2 separate regions of the Mus musculus genome follow, and region 1 is linked to region 2. A link is a contact called in public HiChIP or PLAC-seq data. All regions are on one chromosome and are shown on one strand. The core of a region is the stretch at or near the end of the contact, and the rest is flanking DNA. Distances in the headings are between cores, read along the strand shown.

Evidence for each region. HiChIP or PLAC-seq counts read pairs in DNA pulled down with a chosen protein or histone mark.
Region 1: an H3K27ac HiChIP or PLAC-seq map of the HPC-7 cell line shows a contact between it and region 2, with 7 times the contacts expected there. The contact joins two enhancer-like sites. A contact is called at or near these places in 5 of 484 Hi-C or Micro-C datasets (the HPC-7 cell line, bone marrow-derived macrophages, erythroblasts and 2 more), 4 of 115 datasets of contacts at active chromatin or transcription factors (the HPC-7 cell line, effector CD8 T cells, embryonic stem cells and 1 more) and 2 of 9 other capture datasets (adipose tissue and liver).

What each region holds. Positions count from the first base shown.
Region 1 is chr2:60,170,001-60,173,450 of GRCm38.p6, forward strand. It overlaps a transcript of Baz2b not described here. Among named protein-coding and RNA genes, the nearest start is that of Marchf7, 38 kb to the right of the region's middle. Within about 2 kb of position 2,006, at least 174 of the 459 cell types and tissues checked have an H3K27ac peak or open chromatin away from gene starts, as enhancers often do. A contact at or near this core is called in the HPC-7 cell line, adipose tissue, bone marrow-derived macrophages and 2 more, where this site is marked.
Region 2 is chr2:60,017,547-60,020,630 of GRCm38.p6, forward strand. All of the region lies in intron 2 of Baz2b (bromodomain adjacent to zinc finger domain, 2B), which reads right to left. Among named protein-coding and RNA genes, the nearest start is that of Gm13572, 18 kb to the right of the region's middle. Within about 2 kb of position 1,790, at least 140 of the 459 cell types and tissues checked have an H3K27ac peak or open chromatin away from gene starts, as enhancers often do. A contact at or near this core is called in the HPC-7 cell line, adipose tissue, bone marrow-derived macrophages and 2 more, where this site is marked.

The DNA.
Region 1 (3,450 bases), core at 756-3,255, 150 kb after region 2:
TCCAACAAGGCCACACCTCCTCCAACAAGGCCACACCTCCTCCAACAAGGCCACACCTCCTCCAAGGCCACACCTCCTCCAACAAAACCACACTCCCTAATCTTTCTTACAGTTCTACCAATCAGGTCCAAGCATTCAAACATGAACCTATGGAGTCTATTCTCATTCAAACTACCACAGAACCTGTTTCCAACTTCTAATATTATTTCAGTCTATGTGTGCTTTTGCCATTGAGGCATGTTTCTTGCATATAATAAATAGCAGGGAAATTATATTTACTATTTAACTGTGTGTGTGCACATGCGCCTGAGTGTGTGTCTGTGCATCACGTATGTGCAGGAGCCCGGAGAGATCAGAAAAAGATCCCCTGCAACTGGAGACATGGGTAGTTGAGAACTACATGTGGGTAGATCACCAAACTCAGGTCCTCAGCAAAAGCATAAGCGTTCTTAACCACTGAGCCACCTCTCCAGTCCCTGGAAATTATTTTTTAATCCAATCAGGTAGTTTGCATCTTTTGAGAGTTAAGAGCATTTTATGTTATGTTACTATTGAGAAGTATTTGCTGGTTCCTGTAATTCTGTTGATAGTTTTCCTAACTGGGTTAAATACTATTCCATGTTTCTTGTGTGCATCTCCTAGGGGCTCACTGGTATAGTGAGACAGATATGCTGACATCTCTTCTGCCATAAACTTCATTCTTTCCTGGGTCGGTCGATGGATGACTTTCTTCCTCTTCTGTGAATGGCCAGTCCTGGCTGCTGCTTTTTCTTTTATTATTCCTTCCTTCCTTCCTTCCTTCCTTCCTTCCTTCCTTCCTTCCTTCCTTCCTTCTTCTTTCCTTCTTTCAGGGCCTTATATGTCCTTGGTTGGCCTGGAACTTGATTTGTAGATGAAGAAGACCTTGGGTTTCTGATCCTCCTGCCTCCACTTCTTAGGTGCTGAGATCACAGACGTGTGCTCCCTTGCCTAGGTTTATACAGTGCTGCGGATTCCAGAGCCTGGGGCTTCTTAGGCAAACACTTTACCCTGCTTTAGCTCCTGTGTGTAACACTTCTTCAAGCAGGCATTCGCAATGCTCGTGTATTCCTTGTGAATTAATTTAGTTTGTGCTTATACTGGAATTCCATGTCTGGATTGGTTCTCAGAGATAAGTGTGAGACATGGCAGTATTGGTTGTCATTTATTTATTGTTTGCGCTTAAAATGGGTCATTATGTGCTTAGCTGGCTTTATAAACAGGGCATCAGTTTTTACTTGGAACTTACTTCTCGCTGGTGTCCACATCTTTCCCTAGCATCCAGGATTTTTCTGCTATGATTCAGCTGCACATACTTTCAACGCCTTCACTGTGTCTATTAGGGATGTCTGTCTCTCACTCCCTTGACAGAGACAGAATTCTTAAGAATATACTCGATGGTTGTGGTGGTGGTGGAGCACGCCTCTAATCCCAGCACTCAGAGGCAAAAGCAGGTGGATCGCTGAGTTAGAGGCCAGCCTGGTCTACAGATTCCAGGCCAGCCAGGAATACACAGAGAAACCTTGTCTCAAAAAGACCAAAAACAAAAACAAGCACACAAACGAAAAGTTTAGAAATACTTTAAACCTAGTAAAAATCAATTGTTAGAATTGGAATGGCTTCTTCCTAGATCCAGGTCTCCCAGGACTGTGTTTAGGGGAGTGACTGTTGAAGCGTAGTCCTTTGCCATTTTGCCTGCTCTGGCTGTTTTGCCTAGGTTCAAGCCATCCTAGCAGGACTGAAAATGTTTTAAAGATACTTGGGTGCCTTCCCATCATACTATTGAAAACAGTAGTTTCAAGAAATTTGGAATTTTCCAGGGAATTTGATCCTGCGAGAAGAAAAAACCTGGGCACAGTGCCAACCACAGGAGGCGCTTGTCTCTCAGATGGGTATTTACTTCACACAGTCCTGACAGCTAATCACGCCAGTTCACTTCACTGGAGCCAAGCAGTGATGAGCATGACCACACCTTGGCCAGTGTGCTTAGTCATGCACACCCTTGTCTTCCATTTAAGTCTAAGCCTGAGCTGGCAAGCTGGCTCAGTCAGTGACGTGGTTGCCACCCAACCATGAGAACCTAAGTTCAGTTCCTCAGAACCCACATAAAACAAAACAAAACAAAACAAAAGCCTAGGTGTGTGGCGAGATCTTAGACTCCAGGTGTTAAGTGGAGACAGACAGATTCCTGAAGCCTGGCTAGTGACTTAGGGACCTCCAGCTTCAGTGAAAGACCCCATCTCAAAGAATAAAGTGGAGGTGGTGGAGAAAGATATTCCATACCAAGTACCTTCTGGACTGCAAGTGCACATGGACAAGTGCACGCACACACACACACACACACACACACACACACACGCACACAGACAGACAGACAGACAGACAGACACACACACACACACACACTATACAAAAACTCAAGCCAGGAAGCTGAAGATGAATTTGAGGGATGGTTAGTATACCTTTGTTCCTCTTTCCATTCAGTTGTGGCTACATATAATAAATTTCCTTTTTCTGTCTTTAACTATGCTGTGTATGAGTGTTTTAACTGGCCTCTGGAGGTGGGTGGCTGAGCCACGGTGGGGCCAGGCTCTGACCCTAACAACTGTGGTAACAAAGCCAGTCAAGAATCACTTGTCCGTCACACTGCATTCACTATAGATGCCTCCCTTCATTGCACAGCAGAACCCAGTGCTAGTCACACTTAGCTTTGTGGTCTGTGGGGCCAGTAGGTTCTCACTTCCCCTAGACACCACTGTCTTTATGTAGCCTGAATTGGCTAAAGCCCCAGCCAATAGATGTTGTCTGAAGTGTGTCAGAAGCAACCAGCAGAGTTCAGCAGGAGGAGGGAGAACTTGGGAACTCAAACCTCTGTCTGCCAATGTTACTCACAACTTTCCAGTCCCACCCAGTGTAAGAAGCGGAAATGATTACTAAACTGAGGCAAGACAGAGACACTCAGAGCAGAGCAGAGCCCCTTACTCAGAAATCATGTTGATGCCTCTTCCCCTCAGAGATACAAGAATTGCAGCACTATTAACAACTGCTTAGAGCCCTTCTCCCTTCATAGCTATAAACCTGCAATTTCCTAGTAATCTCACCTGAAAGCCATTTATAGGGAAAGGATGTGTCCTAAGCCTGTTGTGTAGCCCTGGTGGCTTCAGAATTTACCTTATGAGACTGAAATTCCATTCAAGTTATGCCCGAATCACCTTATAATATCACTCATCTAAAGAGAGAGAGAGAGAGAAAAGAAAAACAACAAAACAAGGTCTCTTTGCAAACTTGAAGATGTACCTTGCAAACCACCAGAAAGGCATATATGGCCAATGCTGAGACAAGTACAGCGCCCCCTTGAGCCCATACACAAACTTGGCGACTCTGGAGCCCACAGCCATGCTCTCTAGCATGTCTTCTTAGTTTTTTCTGCTG
Region 2 (3,084 bases), core at 540-3,039:
TCAATCCCCGTTAACAAAGAGAATCACAAAATGACAAGGACATTTAACAATTTCCCACTAAAGGACCAGATGTATTTTGAAAAGCAGCTCATTCATGTTGTTGGCCGGCACTATCATTGTTTAATAATCAACAGCAGAGTGCCGAGACAATTTCCTCCCGGCTTACGTTTAAACTTTCCTCTAGTAATGAATGGACGTCTTGGCCTACCACAGCATCTGTTTGTTTGTTTGTGTGTTTGTTTGTTTTTCTGGGCAGGGTTCCTCTGCATAACCCTGGCTATCCTGTAATCCCAGTGCCTCCTCTGGGATTAAAGGCTCAGACCACCACCTCAAGGCCCTACCATACATTCGTAATTCTTGATTCTCACATAAGTTATCCAGAACAAATTAAAAATGGCATAGGTAAGAAACACAAACACATATGCGTACACATGGAACTTGTGTGTGCGCGCTCACACATACAGAGAGAGAGAGAGAGAGAGACTCAGTGAATTATTCAATAGTATTAAGAAACTTGAAGAGACATCAGTAAAAAATGAGAATACACATTTATCAGCAAAGACTTGAGGGCATATGGGTGAATAGCAGGTTCCAACTTTCTCAGTAATCGTCTTGGATGGAGAGGTTGGAGGACACAGAGCTGATATCTTAAGGTATAGACAGAATGGCTGCAGAATTTACATTTTTCGCTAAACACATAAACCTGATGATACAAGAACCCGAGAAAACTTGAGGCTGAATAAATTCATAGAAAAGCTGAACTCTAGACAGAAATAAGGAATTTTCAATGAAATGTACACCTTTCATCAAATGGATTCAAGCTTCACCATTCAGGAAAAGCTACTACTTTGGGGAGAGAACCAGAAAAATAATCTGTTTTGTTTTGTTTTGCTTTTTCCTAGACAGTAAGGTAAGAGCTTCAATTAAACTACTGGTTTTTCCTTGTTTTGCTTTTTAGGGCAGAGTATGATTCTTAACTTTTCCCGAAGTTTCATAAATACTAGGGATTAATATGGAGCAAAAACCCTTTTTCTTAGTTCTTTTTGTGAATATTACACATTTACTTATTGCTAAGCTCCATAGCTGAAAAGAGTGAATCAAAACAGATAAAACTTTAAAATGAGACCTGTAAGGTAGTCAAATCTCTCCCTTGTCACACTTTCTAGTTTAAGCCTTAGGGTAAGCAGACTATTTCGCAGGAAAGTTTATACCACAGTAGTCGAAAAATAGCGGCAGAATCCGTTCACACACTAAAGTTTACTAATGTGGATGCGTCTGATCTAAGCACAACCAAACCTTACCAAAATGAATCAAATTCTCTCCATCTACTGCAGCCATCTGGTGCTGTCAGTATCACGTCACTCTCTCCAGTTTTGTTCTTGCCTGACTGGTCATCTCACACCCCTCTTCTCCTCATCTTTGGTACAGACTCGTTGTGATGGTACAACCTTACTCCTCCCCATAGTCACGAAAGAACCACAAGCTTCTTGGGCTGGGGCTCTTGTGATTTTCCTTTCCACACTGCAGGGCACTGAGCCCAGGGCCAAGTGCACGCTGAACTCACTAAGTTATGCCCTCAGCTTCTCAAAACTGCGTATTCTCCAAGCAGACTACGACCACAGCTGGAGTCACCTACCAGCTCATTCACTCCATTCCCAAAACCTTACCTTAAGCCCTATTGCATTGGCCTGTGTTCCCTCCCCTGCCTTACACCCACACGTCAGATTCTTCACTGTCCCTCAAAACTCAGCGTTTATCTGACTACCCAAGAGGAAGGTCTCTGTGCCCACATCCTCGGTACAGTGACAACAGAAAACAGGAAGAAGTCAGTTCCCCAACCGTCACTGCACTGGGCATGTTTTATCTGACTACAATCATGAACTTGGATAAATATGTCTAACAATCTGGACCCTTATATGAGTAGAGCTGGGTTTGTAATGCTATAGAACATCCTGACTAAACCTAACTCAGGGAGTCAAGGGTTTATTTTGCCTTACAAATCTAGATCACAGTCTATCATTGAGGGGAGTCAGAACAGGAACTCAAGGCAGGAACTGAAGCAGAGGCCTTGGAGGACTGCTTTCTTCTAGCATTCACCCCCTGAACTGCTCAGCCTGCTTCTTAGACCACACAAGACCACCTGACCAGGGGTAGCACAGCCCCAAGTGGAATGGGTCCACACACATCAACCATTAATCAAATAAAACAAAACAAAAAACAAAGGGGCAGAACTCGCACAATCTTACCCACAAGGCACTCTAGTAGGCGCATTTTCTCAACTGAAGGCCAATCTATCGGAGGCAACTGTCCTCCAACTGAGGCTCCCTCCTTGCAGATGTCTCTAGTTTATGTCAAGGTGACACAAAAAGTAGCCAGTACATGTCTTATATTCTTGGGAACATCTTAGGTGTGTGTACTCTTATTTATGCATCTTAAACTAATATTGTACTTGAGTAGAAAAGAGGAAGTGAGCTATTTTCTGTTTCTTGACTACAAGCACACTGCTTCAAGCTCCTCCCCCTAGGTTCCCCACACACCATGGATCCTTCTCCTTTCTCTCTCTTCTTCTAAGATTTATGTATTGTATTTATATGAGTACACTGTAGCTGTTTTCAGACACACCAGAAGAGGGCATCAGATCCCATTACAGATGATTGGGGGCCACCATGTGGTTGCTGGGAATTGAACTCAGGACCTCTGGAAGAGCAGTCTGTGCTCTTAACTGCTGAGCCATTTCTCCAGCCCCTCTTTTCTCTCTTAAGTGACTCTAGTCAAGGTAATTTATTATAGCAAAAAAAAAAAAGTAGCCAAGATCTACTGTAACATCTGCTGCTGCTGTTATTATTAAGATGTAAAATCCTGACAGGGGAATTGGTATTCTCTCAAGTCTATGCTAGAATGGCCACACGTTGTACAAGGAAAATGAGTAAATAAAAGTAACTATAGCATTTTTAATAACACCACACCAACACTTTCAGTTCAAACTCACAAAACAAACTTTTATTTTTATAACTACAGTCCTTATTTTTAATTTGCCAAAAATCTCAGTTCAGACACACACACACACACACACACACACACACA